3 separate regions of the Zea mays genome follow, and regions 1 and 2 are each linked to region 3. The links are chromatin contacts, called in public Hi-C maps. All regions are on one chromosome and are shown on one strand. Each heading gives the region's core, a stretch centred on a gene start, on an enhancer-like site or on the middle of the called end of the contact. The rest is flanking DNA. Distances are from core to core; before and after follow the strand shown. Region 1 has its middle 59 kb from the start of LOC103638692. Region 2 holds the start of LOC103638691 (transcription factor MYB3R-2). Region 3 holds the start of LOC100279655.

Evidence for each region. A called contact is a pair of places that touch in the nucleus more often than the background predicts.
Region 1: a contact with region 3 is called in a Hi-C map of ear, with 3 times the contacts expected there. The contact joins the enhancer-like site here to the promoter of LOC100279655 in region 3. A contact is called at or near these places in 6 of 25 Hi-C or Micro-C datasets (bundle sheath, ear, endosperm and 2 more) and 1 of 3 datasets of contacts at active chromatin or transcription factors (leaf).
Region 2: a Hi-C map of ear shows a contact between it and region 3, with 2.4 times the contacts expected there. The contact joins the promoter of LOC103638691 here to the promoter of LOC100279655 in region 3. A contact is called at or near these places in 2 of 25 Hi-C or Micro-C datasets (ear and tassel).

Annotation. Positions count from the first base shown.
Region 1 is chr9:95,543,670-95,548,275 of Zm-B73-REFERENCE-NAM-5.0, forward strand. No RefSeq gene overlaps it. Among protein-coding and RNA genes, the nearest start is that of LOC103638692, 59 kb to the left of the region's middle. Within about 2 kb of position 2,577, at least 16 of the 20 cell types and tissues checked have an H3K27ac peak or open chromatin away from gene starts, as enhancers often do. A contact at or near this core is called in bundle sheath, ear, leaf and 1 more, where this site is marked.
Region 2 is chr9:95,460,822-95,465,294 of Zm-B73-REFERENCE-NAM-5.0, forward strand. LOC103638691 (transcription factor MYB3R-2) reads right to left here and starts at 2,379. Exons shown (of 4, transcript XM_035962609.1): 1 at 2,289-2,379; 2 at 1,705-2,153. The coding sequence starts at 2,100.
Region 3 is chr9:95,690,577-95,695,109 of Zm-B73-REFERENCE-NAM-5.0, forward strand. LOC100279655 reads left to right here and starts at 2,854. Exons shown (of 2, transcript NM_001351797.1): 1 at 2,854-3,269; 2 at 3,380-4,533. The coding sequence starts at 2,894.

The sequences.
Region 1 (4,606 bases), core at 1,327-3,826, 150 kb before region 3:
CTCAACTAATCTTATGGATTTGTTGAAGACTCTATACACACTTGTGTTTGAGACATAACCAAGTAAAAATCCTTCTACCGCTTTAGGAGCAAATTTGGAATTTCTACCTCTCTTAACAAGAATAAAGCATTTGCTCCCAAAAACTTGAAAGTAAGAAACATTGGGATTTTTACCAGTAAGGAGTTTGTAAGATGTCTTCTTGAGGATTTGGTGAAGGTAGAATCGGTTGTTAGTGTGGCAGGCAATGGTGATTGCTTCCACCAAAAACCGATCCGATGTCTTGTACTCCTCAAGCATGGTCCTCACCATATCCATAAGAGTCATGTTCTTTCTCTCTACAACACCATTTTGCTATGGTGTGTAGGGAGAGGAGAACACATGTTTGATCCCCTCCTCCTTAAGGAAGCCTTCAATTTGACCATTTTTAACTCTATCTCATTGTCGCTCCTGATCTTTTTGATCCTCAATTCGAACTCATTTCGAGATTGTCTCAAGAATCTCTTCAAGTGGGAAAGCCAATAATCAAGGTCCAGGACTCGCGCAACCACCCATATAAGTCATGGATGCAAAAGAAGGAGTAGGTAAGACAAGACAGTTTAGATTCTCTAGATATTTTTATCCTTATATATCACATGACTTAATGGCATGCAATATCTAATGGGTCCAAAGGTGCACACATGGTATCTGAGTTAGAACCCCTAGGGAGCATTATATTACTCGAAGACCCTTGGCACCCAAGGATCAATTGATATGTAAACATATAGGTCATCGAAATACCCTCGACGCCTAAAAATGTCCATCGTGTGAAGGCATCGACTACTTGAAATCCCTTAACACTCGAGGAGCATTTAGTGCATGAAGAACTAAAGTATATGGGAACCACCGTCACCTACTTTTGGATATCAACATAGTTCCTGAAGAATGGAAGTCATTTGGCTAGCTTATCACTAAGTCCTTCTCATATTCATATAAGGTACAAGGGTACCTCACCATTTGTATTTTAGCCCACATCTACAAAATGGGACAAAGAAAACCAATATGAGTCCTATGAACACCTAATGCAATAATATACATGATGTTCAAGAAAACAAGTGTGGATAGCTTGTATTTCAATCTTTATGGGATATGATTCAATGTTGTGTAACTAATTGAAAACGTCTCTTGGTCGATATTTCTTGTAAATCTACCCCTAGCCTATGTATGGAGGGGTAGGGATCCCCCAATTGGTATCTACTCGTTCATTTTAGGTATGGTTATAGTCTGTAGCTAGCCCTTGCAATCCGAGAATGCAAATAAAAAGATTTACTTTAAACTAGACATAGGGTATCACATACTTGAACCACTATAAACTATGTGTCTTGTATGCTATACTTCTAATGTTCGACACATAGATATACTGATCCGCATTGCCAAAGTTAATACTTTTGACCAAATGTGAAGGGCAAAATATCCAACATACATTCTGTCGTCCAAGGCGACATATGGACCATCATCTTAGCAACCAAGTTTGCAACTTATAGCTCGTCAACTACATGATGACTGACAAATTCTAGTGTACCTTTTGAAGACAAGAAAAACAAATCAGTTTCCCCTTTGGTGGCTTTCTCCCTATGTTAAAGATTTCAACAATCTCAACTATGAAGTTCAAGCACCACCTTACAAGATCCGAAGATCAAAGAGCAAAAAGGTTCACTGCTTGGCACACTAAACAAAGAGGGATACCTTCATTAGTCCCTCTTTTTCATGTTCGAGCCCTAGTCGATCACCGCTGTTATTTTTTTTTGTCATGTACAACAAGTTCTTCAAGAGGTCCATTATTATATGACCTCTTCTCTATACTTTGTTTCTAATACCAACTAAGTTCTCCCTTAAAAAAGGGCTAATGAAGATAGAGGACTATTCGAAATAGACTAAAGGCTAGTTTGGAAAACCAGATCCCCTTCAGAATTGGAGGAGATTGTGATGGAAATGAACTAATTTCTTCTTCAATCACCGAACTAATTTTTTTTTCAATCCCCTCTGATTTTGAAGGGGGTTTAAATTTCCAAACTAGCCCTAAAGATTATTTGGTCGAAGTGGTTGACTTTTAACCTCTCTGTTAGGTTATTTGAAATGGTAAAAGAAAACAGAGTTGGAGATTCACTATTGAATATTAGGTCAACGACCATAGATTACCATAAATTAATTTAAGGATTTGTTTGGTTAGAAGAGTTCTAAGAGTTCCATTGATTAATTAAACCCTCAATCCTACTAACCAAACAAGCCGTAATTTTTTTCTAATTGTACCACGACTACTTATTAGCTAGCTTTTATTATTGTCTTGTTCGCGCGGGTGAAGCCAAATGCAATTTCATTATCTAGTCCGCGCGCTGCGAGTGGGGCTGCTCTATTCTTCTCACCGGCCGGCTAGCTAGTTGCTTTGTTTGCTCCCCCCGACACGTGTGTACGTGTGTAGACTAGGAAACAGGCTACTTGTACTTGTCCTCTCGAAGCCAACGTACTACTGTTGTAGATCCTATTCCTATGTAGCCAACGTACACCTCACCTGGCTGTGTCTTGTACGTATCCAGCACCGAAAGCGACCTGCACACACGGATAGGAAAAGGCTAGGTCAAACAACAGACACACCCCAGGTGGACGGGACGCATCTGCATCTGCAGAGCTCAGCACGAGCGCACACGGCAAGAACCACCCGTAAACTAGCAAAGCGCGCATGACTGCAGGCATTGCAGATGCAGCAGCTAGCAGGTTCGTTGCACCTCTGAATCAGAGACGGAGACGCATGTAAATGTTATGATGTATCGTGGACGTGGAGTGGAGTCGTTCATGTACTACTGCTGTACGTGCTGCCCACACCGTGCCGTCGTCAAACAAGGCATGCACCGCGCAGTTTCTCAGCTAGCTACGGCAATTGCCTTGAATTCAAACTCGCTCGTCTTCTAGTTTCGAACTGATCAACGCATGGTCGTACTAAGCAACTGAGGAGGATGTATATGGCCGGCAGACAATAAGGAACCAAAAGTGTGTGCGCTAGCTGTAAGCGACATCTCATGACATTCAAGTTTTGCTCCAACATGCATGCAATATGGACAGATAGATATATGTGTGTTGGGACATAAGGACATTGTATAAACTTTTTTCTTACGTCAACAACTGGAGATTAAAATTGTTAAAAAACATTTTGCATTGTTACCATTAACATGTACTAGTAGTTACTAGTCTATATAAGCAAGGCCAGGTCAAACAGTCAAATATAAGGATCTATTTAGATTTCATATTTTTTGTCTATAGTTTTTATGAAGTTGGTTAAAATTTAAACATCACACATTATATCTTCTGTTCATAGCCTCAATATTATAGATAAAGTGGTCTAGAATTTACTGACCATAAAATCTAAACAAGCCCTAAGTATCGGGTGACCATACCATATGCAACATAATATAGTAAGGGATACGCACACCGAGGTGGCGATCAAATACTAATGAATATTGGGAACCGTATTCACGCGCTAAACGACGTCTTTGGGGGAACATACAGAGGAGGAGTATTATCCGTAGCAACTTGCAAGCCAGCATGCAGTGCGCCAGCTTGACAAAACAGCTAGGTTTCATTTGTTTAGGGCTGGATCAAGTAGTGGTTCCTTGGTCATCATCACTGTACTCGCTGTACAAGATCTACCCATATGCAAATGCCCTGGATTCAGCTCCCCAACGCAACAGGAAAACGAAGAATTCTGACGGCCGTATTATTTCTGACGGCATGAGGGGCAGCCGTCGGATATAACATTTGTATCTCACGGTTTCAAACGGCCCTCGGACATTAACTTATGGCTGACGGCTTATTTGTCAGCCATCGACATAAGCCTTATGTCTGACGGCTGTCAGCCATCGAACATAAGACTTATATATGTCCGACAATTTCCCTAGCAGCCGTCAGACATAAGAAGTTTTTAGCAAACAGCGTCTGAGCGCGCTGTTTCATTTTAAGCACGAGCTCTCTCCTCTCAGTCTATACCTGACGCCGCCGCTCCAACTCTGCCTCGCCGCCGCCGCCCTCCTCCTCACCGGCGCCCACGCCCACTCGTTGGCAGCCGAGCACGCCTCGGTGGTCTCGCGCCGCCTCGTTGACTACCGAGCCTGGCCTCCCCGACGCCCACTCCTCACTCGCCGGCGCCTTCCGACGCTACGCCGGCGGCCACCTCGACCCAACCATGGCTCACGCCCGCAGCCTACACCTGTATCTGGTGCCTTCGTCGATCGTGCCCGCGTCGTCGCTATGTTAGTATTCTTGATCTTGTGTTGTCTGCAAGTAGTTATTTTATGTTGAATTAAATGATTTGTATGTTAAATATTGTAGTTTGTTATGTCCGATGGTCGGAATTTGATTATATAATTAAATTAGCTTGTTTTAGCTCATTTAATGGTGCTTAGATAATTTAAATTTTTAATTTCCAAGGGTAATTATTATGCCATCGGAAATAAGGTCATTTTTATATAATTTGTTACCTATGACAATGTTATTTCATATATAATATTGTATTGATGGTTTATTAGTTGAACTATGTAATAATGTACGACGGTTCTAGTTATTCGTATTGTATCATAGT
Region 2 (4,473 bases), core at 1,129-3,628, 230 kb before region 3:
AGGCAGAGTTGATGACAAAGGCTGGAAGAGCTACATATGTGCAGTTTGTGATGAAAGCAAAAATGATTTATGCTTCTTTGGCGTTAGATCTCCTAGCTTGGGCCATTAAGGCGATTGACAAGTTACGAAAGGGGTTCCTTTGGAGAGGAAGGAAGGAAGCCAACGTAGGTCATTGTCTTCTAGCTTGGTCGAAGGTTACTAGGCCCAAAGATTTGGGTGGTCTTGGGATCAGTGACCTCTGGAATCTTAGCTGGGCTTTACAAGCACAATGGCCTTGGTTACAAAAACTGATCATTGCAGACCATGGTCTTCTATCCCCATTCGTGTGTGCCCGGAGGTGCAAGTGCAATCTCTTGTGGGAGTGGCAGTTGTGACACAGCTTGGGGATGGTTCTAACACCCTTGTTTGGAAAGATCGTTGGTTGAATGGCACTTGTATCCAAGACTTTGCACCTGCGTTGTTAGGGTTGGTCCCTAGACGTCTGATTGATTCCTTAACGGTCCAAGATGCTCTCCCAGGTTTTCAATGGATGACAGGTTTGAGAGGTGCGCTTTCCAATAAGAGTTATTGCTGAGTTTCTTGACCTCTGTGAAGCTTTAGAATGCAAGGTGCTGCAGCCCGGGGTACAAGACCAACATTTCTGGAAGTTTGCTGCATTAGGTTCCTTTTCTACAGGTTCAGCTTATAGGGCTCTCTTTCAAGGAGCAGTAGAGTTTGGACAGGCTGAAAGGGTATGGAAGTCCTGGGCCCCTAGAAAGTGCAAATTTTTTTATTTGGTTAGTTGAGCACGACAGATGTTGGACAGCTGATCGACTCGCCAAGCGAGGTCTCGACCATCTGGAGCGGTGCTTGTTGTGTGATCAAGATGCTTAATCAATCAATCATTTGCTTGTTGGGTGCTTCTTTCCCAAACAATTCTGGTTTGAGCTCTTGAAGCTTGGATGCTAGCAAGTAGCAAGGTCTCTGTCCTCAACAGGAAGACCATTCCTTCGAGACATGGTGGATGAGTAGCAGCTCTAGAGTGATTGAGGCAGCAAGGAAAGACTTCAACTCTTTAGTTACTTTAGCAGCCTGGATTATCTGGAAGCATAGGAACATGTGTGTGTTTGATGGTTGCAGTCCGAGTCTGGTTGTGGCCCTTCGGGCAGCAAGGGAGGAAGTTGTCCTTTGGTCTCTAACAGAGATAAAAAAGCTTTGTCTTTCCTTCGGATAGATGAGCTCCTGCTCTAGCTGTGTGGCGGAGCTTTAGGCCTAGCTAGTGCTAAGGTGTCTGTAGAGTTCTTTGCTATGTGTGTGCGTGTGTTTTTTTCCTGTACTCTAAATTCTGGCCTCCGTAAGGAGGTTTTCTTGTAACTGGTTCATTTTGGACCTCTTTTTTCCCCTTCTCAATATATTTGATGTGCAGTTCGATTCCAGAAAAAAAATCTGTAATACAAACATAACGAGTGATCTTTTGAGCACATTGAACCAACTGGAACATGCAAAAGGAGAGAAGCGTAAATTTCTACGTCTAGCATGTCTGTTGTCTGAATATTTTAGTATGTGGCAAATACAAGCAATATTTGGGGAAATCAACATAATTCTATGAGATGGATTCGCATAGCAGATCAGTTCCAGGATGCAGGGAGCACATTCCCACTACACCCAAGAAGCATGTAGGAAGTAAGCACGAAACTGCAGGAGAACGGCAAGCGCAGCACTTACTCGCGAGGCTATCTTGGCCCACTTGGGGCCCCACTTGAGGTAAAACTTCAAAATCTTGTCGATCTCCTCATTGTCGAAAGACCCTTTCTTGAGATCGGGCCTGAGGTGGTTGGTCCAGCGGAGGCGGCAGCTCTTGCCACAGCGATTGAGCCCGGAGTTGCGCTGCACCTTGTTCCATTTCCCCTCGCCGTGTGCCTCGACATAATTTTTGAGAAGCTTATCTTCATCGGGACTCCAGGGGCCCTTCTTCAGCTGGGGCGCGCCGCTGGGTTTTTCGCTGGCGGTCTCCCCGTCTTGGTCGTCGGGCGAGACGTACCCCGTCTTGGCCTCATCCTCCAGTAGAGGGTTCTCGCCCACCTTCAAGTTCAACACTTCCCCCGCCTCCACCACCGTCATTTTGAACTTCGACGAAAACTGGATTGTCCTCAAAAAGCTGGAGATCCTCAAATCTACTGCAAGGAATTAAGCGAACCGATACAATCAAATAAAGTCTAGTAATCTGATCAGGAGGTGAGTCTTAATCTAATCCAATCAAATAAAGTCTAATAATCTGATCAGGAGGTGAGTCTTAATCGAGGTCAAACCTCGGTGGGCAGGGGAGGGAAGGACCGCGGCGGTGGCGGAGGCCGAGAGGGTGGGGGCAGCGTTTGGACTTTGGAGATTACGGCGGGTGGACTGCTCCCCTTTTTAGGCCATGTTCGGTTACTAGTGGTTTAAGGGGATTAAAGAGGATTAAATTTTCTCCTATTCAATTTAGAATAGGAGGGGATTTAATCATCTTCAATCCCCTCCAATCCTCTAGAAACCGAATAAGCCCTTATGAGGGCGGACTTACGTGACTGTTGTCGGCTGGGAGTTCTCGTGCCGACAACCCGGTAAGCGGCCCACTCGTAACTCGTCCGACGACGGCACGGCCCACAGCTTACCCGTCCACATTAGCCTAAACGACATGCGGCCCAGCGCAAAAGAAATAAGGGAGACGCGAACACCAACAGGGATCGAAACAGTAACCTCCTTGTGAACGTAAATAAATAAGTCACCCTTCTACCAACAAGGTTGCTGTGATCTTTTGTTATAAGTAGTTAAGTACTAGAAAATTAAAGCGCCCGACCAGTCATATATACACAGTCATGTATATACATGATCTTGTGAAATCATATAGTGCATTCAACAAAAGCCGTTTATATATCACTAAAGTGCAAATCTGAGATGAAAGAGGTGCCTCATGGGCTGAACTATAACGCGGGACCAGATTAATGCGAGCAGCAACATACATTTATATACATACTAGTGTGTTGATCGTGCGTTGCGACGGCTTACAACAATACCCATGTAAATTATCCACCAAAAATTTTTAAGGTTTTTTATTTATTGTATCCGCTCTCTGTATAATATTTTTTGATTTGGCTAACTGATGTTATTATTTACTCCATCCAATATGTATTGATACAACACGGCCAATAAAGTGAGCGATTAGAAGAGGTTTCACAACGACTGACTGAACGAACATATATTATAAAATGATATAATTCCACCATACAGAGACCAAATAAGAGAAAATTTGTGAGTTCAAGTTTCTAAAATAAGTCACATGAATTCAAACTTATAAAAAAGATATATCAAAATATGGAGTGATTGCTAAAGTCAAGCATCAATGAAAACTGGATGCGCTCCATATAAATTATGCTACTTCGTAACAATTACTAACATTTAAAACCAACAAATAACTTTCCATTTTATTGTTAGTATGACAAATCATTGTTGCTCCATCCAATTCAGCAACTTCAAACACCATGGAGTCCATTGCGCTAATGTGGTCTCAAAAATGACCTAATACTTACAAGAGCCAAGAACGTTGTGTCATGCTTGGGTTGTAGCCTCGGCCCGTAGTGCTGGTCCGACTCGACACGATTATATATTTTTTATTTTACAAAAAACGTATATACATATATATATAATTTATATTCAATATTAAAAACATTTCAGCACGATGTTCTACTGGTTAGATAGCTTTACCCTGTGTCTCCCTCCCTTCTTCCATCAGGGCATGGGTTCAAACCCCACCTCCTTAACATTTTACGTTGATTTAATCAAATGAGTCGACGTCTCAGCATGATGTTATATTGGTTAGACAGCTTTATCCTGTGTCTCCCACCCTTCTTCCATCAGGGCATGAGTTCGAACCCACCTAACGGCTGGCCCGACACAGTTAGCAGGCCAGCATGACGTGCCTAGGCCAAAGTTGTGGCCCACGGGCGTCTGGCCAGTGTCGGGCCGCTGTTTGGCCATCTATAGTCGTGCAGCGGATTAATTTGAAATAATTGTGAATGGTTATTTGTAAAAAGATAACGCGAGATGACTGTTGCAACTGGTGTTTTATCTATAGTATAGATATAGATAGCACATGCATGTCTTGGGCAGCAAAGGATGTTTGTTACTTCTTTTTATTTGTCGCGTTAAGTACATAAACAACACGGTTTTGCAACCTTTCAGTTTAAACAGAGAAGGTCTAAGCCGTCCATACAAGGACAGTGCCCAGTCGGCAACTGATCACACCGTTGTCTGCATGATATCTAACACGCAGAGAACAAGTCACAGACGATAAGGGAGGAAAGGCCAGACGCTGGAGCGTACTTCGCTGCAAACTGCGATAGCAAAAGATACCCGTCGCTCTCTCCACCACTAAGCCGCTTTGGTAGCACTAAAAAGGGAGGACGAATATAGTTGTAGGCATATAGTGCAATCTCTACTACTCTATATGCCTGTAGT
Region 3 (4,533 bases), core at 1,604-4,103:
GACAAAACAATGAAGTCTCTTAGCTTCAAGAAGAGCAGTTCAGAGCCTGCTATTTATCTCAGGAGAAACAGCAAATCACAGTTGGTGGTTGGAGTGTATGTGGATGATTTGATAATCACTGGAACCAATTGTGAGGACATCAAGCTATTCAAGAAAGAGATGGCAGATGTTTTCAAGATGACAGACCTAGGTTTACTGAAGTATTATCTAGGCATTGAAGTAAGGCAGAGCAAGAAGGGAATATCTCTCAGCCAAGGAGCCTATGCAGCACAAATTCTGGAGAGGAATGGTATGAAAGAATGCAATCCGTGTCAGACTCCCATGGAGACACGGTTGAAGCTGAGCAAACTAAGTACTGAACCCCTGGTGGATGCCACTGTATACCGAAGCATAGTAGGAAGTTTAAGGTACTTGGTCAACACTCGACCTGACCTTGCTTTTGCTGTGGGTTATGTCAGCCGGTTTCTGGAAGAACCACACAAAGATCACATGATGGTTGTAAAGCACATCCTGAGGTATGTGAGAGGGACCAAGAGTTGGGGTCTGTGGTTTGGCAGGAAGAGAAGAAAGGAGGCTGGGTTGATTGGGTACAGTGATAGTGATTATGCCGGGGATATTGATAGCAGGAAGAGCACGACTGGAGTGGTCTTCTTCCTGAACAATAGTCCAGTTACTTGGACTTCGATGCAGCAAAAGATGGTGGCTCAGTCAACCTGTGAAGCAGAATACATAGCTGCTGCCAATGCAGCTTGTCAGGCGTTATGGTTAGCAAGGGTACTGGCCGAAGTGCAAGGAGTAGCAAGGAAAGCTCCAATGCTCAAGGTGGACAACAAATCAGCCATTGCTCTCATCAAGAACCCAGTGCTACATGGTCAGAGCAAGCATATAGAAGTGAAATATCATTTTGTCCGGGAGTGTGCTGATAATGGGCAGATCAAGGTAGACTTCATCAGGAGCGAAGAACAGTTGGGGGACTTCCTAACGAAGCCGCTTGGAAAGACCAAGTTTCAGGAGTTGCGCTCTAAGGTCGGACTGGTGGATGTAGACAGATTGCACCACAAGGCTTAGGAGGAGATTGATAGGAAAGTAATCCTTGATTGGTGCTAGTTTACTTATTCTGTTTTAGGAAATAGCTAATATGGTAGTAGTCCAGTCCTATATGGACAGATCTGGTCGGCAGGATCAGGGCTGATAGCAGCCGGTTTATTTCCTTGTAATGATTAGTTTGTTTCCATGTAATGGTCTATAAATATATGGCCTTAGAGGCTAAGAAAAGGCAGTTAATAGGGCGCCACCAAAACTTCTCTGTGTTCTGTCTCTGAGTTCCAGCATTCGCGCGTGTGTGTGAGACTGACCTGAGGAGGGAGGAGCTCGCCGGCAACCTGTAGAAGGTTGTCTCTCCGGCGTGGTTTCCAACAGCGCGGCGGGCAACGGAGGGAGTAGCGTTGTGGGTTTGCCGGTTGTTGGTGCCGTGAACCCAGGCCCGATTCCGGTGGACTGGGCACGCCGTACACGTCCCGTTCCTGTGGAAGCGTGGATGGACACGGGTAATCCACTAATCCATCGTAATCCGTATTGCATCTTAAGTTGCGTTTGGTTCAGTTTGGTCCAGCTTTGTGAGTTCGTTCTCTAGTGTGAAAAAGCTGACGTGATAAAAAAAACTAAAAGTCGTTTGGTTAAAACCGCTGTAAGTTGGCCACTTCAAATAAATTGTATATTGTTTATATATAATTTGTCTAATTATATCTCTTAATCAATATATCTAATGTAAAAATCAATTTTATATTTGTGTTCCTAATATTTTTATAAATAAATCAATTTTATAATTCTATTTTTAATATTTTTTATTATTTTTTTTGTTTCATTTATCGTACCACTTAATTATTTTAAAACATATTTTAGTTCTTATTTATCACATCTGTTTATTAATATAACAAACTTGAATAAGCAGCAAAAAGTATGGTTCAGGCTGCTTTCAAATTTATACTATAGAAAAATTGCCTTTTCAAAACATAAGCATGTTCAAAAAGCTGAACCAAACGCACCCTAAGCTGCTACCATGAATTCCAAAATTATACGGATCCTTGGATATCCCGAACTGTTTGTTATTCATGATGATTCAACTGTTCTCTCCGAAACAGGCTTCAGAACTGTTGTCTCCAACACACTGAACCGAACTTTGAAGAACCGAACTAAAATTTTGGTGTTTTGGTTTGAATTTTTGCGAACTTCAGCGTACAGTGTCGGCTTCGGATTTACCCCGAAACTGAGCCGGACTTTGCTTTAGGTTGATCAACTATGCATATTGATATGATATTATGTTTGACCTCAATAACTATACCATTTTCCGAATTGTATTGTAGTTTTGTTGGACTACTCGAATTAGAAGTATATTTTTACTTATTAATATTATTGTAATCTACCGTTTTTCACTTTATTGCTTGTCTATATAGAACATAATATATGTGGCTGACTAGGTGTTTGGTTATTTTGGTTTAAACCTAAAACCTAACCGAAAACCAAACACCGAACTACTCGGTTTTTGTTTCTACAACACACCGGTTCGGAGTTTTTGAATACCAAAGTTTCCAAAAAAAATGAACCGAACTTTCTGTTTAAACCGAATGGCCACCACTATTGAACACCTTTTAAAGTTCATAGACCTAAAAGAGAATGTATGTAAGGCTTACCCACGTTGCACTTCAGTCTTTTCGCTTCAAATATCAAATGGAGTGGCTGATTATATTACGTGAACAGTAGCCTGATTTGCATCAAATACCGTCAACTGTTTGCAACACCAGTGATTTTCAACTCCCAGCACAGTGCATCTCCTCTACCCCAGACACAGACAGTGAGCTGGAGAGAGAAGATTCAATGAACCCAGCAGATCCAGATGACAGAGAGAGGGGGCTACGAATTGCGCCCAACTTGGGCAACTTGCCTTCCTTGTTCGCCACCACATAAAAAGCCAGCGCCACCGGGCACTCCTTCCCCACCGCACCACCACCACCACCTCCTCCTCTTCCCCAAACCCGTCCGTTCCCTTCCCTTCATCCGGCTCCTCCGCCATTTTTTCCCTGTCGCGGTAAGCGATAGGGTTCGGCTTCGGCGTCCGACCTCTAAATCCGCCCTCGGATCCAGTGGTGCAGTTGCTTCTCCGCCTCTTCTTCGTTTTGCTTCTTCCGGCGTTCTCGGAGCAACCTTTGGCTTCGTCGACGGCGTTCTCGGTCCTTTGCGGCCCGACATGTCTCCGTTCCAGGGATACAGAGGTAAAGGCCCTTGCTTTTGGTTAAGGCGTAAGATTTGTAGTTCCAGTTGTGAGGATTGGATTTCCTTTTGCTTTGTTCTTACCGAGCCTTTGCCTCTTTTCTTGGATTAGGCGATGGGGTTCTCGCCGGCGTCCGGTCGCGGAAGCGCGTGTTCGCGACGGCGGCCGCTGAGCCCGTGACGGCGGCGGCCAAGAGACAGAAGCGCAGGGATGAGCCATCCCTGGACGCGGTGCCGGACGAGTGCCTCTTCGAGGTCCTGCGCCGCGTGCAGGGCACCCGCGCGCGCTGCGCGTCGGCCTGCGTCTCCCGCCGCTGGCTCGCGCTCCTCGCTGGCATCCGCGCCTCTGAGGCCGTGCTCGCCCCGGCCGCCCCCGCCGTGCCGGACCTCAACCAGGAGTACCTCAGCGAGGACGACGAGGCCGATCTGATGGACCACGACGGCGACGCCCGCGAGAGGACCCTCGAGGGCATGTTGGCCACGGACGCGCGCCTCACGGCGGCGGCCGTGGCCGGCCGTCTGGCTTCCGTCTCCGTCCGCGGGAGCCACCCGGCGCGTGGCGTCACCGACGCCGGCGTCTGTGCTCTCGCCCGCGGCTGCCCAGAGCTCCGCTCCCTTACCCTGTGGGATGTTCCGCAGGTGACGGATGCCGGGCTCGCCGAGATCGCCGCCGAGTGCCACTCGCTGGAGCGGCTCGACATCACTGGCTGCCCTATGATCACGGACAAGGGCCTCGTCGCTGTGGCCCAGGGTTGCCCGGAACTGAAGTCGCTCACCATCGAGGCCTGCTCCGGCGTGGCTAACGAGGGTCTCAAGGCAATTGGCCGGTGCTGCGCCAAGCTACAGGCGGTTAGCGTCAAGAACTGCGCACATGTCGACGACCAGGGTGTGTCTGGCCTCGTCTGCTCTGCGACAGCCTCGTTGGCAAAGGTCCGGCTTCAGGGTTTGAACATCACTGATGCTTCTCTCGCCGTGATTGGGTACTATGGGAAGTCAATCAAGGACCTGACCCTCGCTCGCCTCCCTGCTGTCGGCGAGAGGGGATTTTGGGTGATGGCCAATGCCCTCGGCCTGCAGAAGCTCAGGTGTATGACTGTCGTCTCCTGCCCGGGACTCACGGATCTCGCCCTTGCATCTGTCGCCAAGTTCAGCCCAAGCTTGAAGACTGTGAACCTCAAGAAGTGCAGCAAGGTCTCAGACGGATGCCTCAAGGAATTCGCAGAATCGTCCAGGGTCCTGGAGAGTTTGCAGATCGAGGAGTGCAGC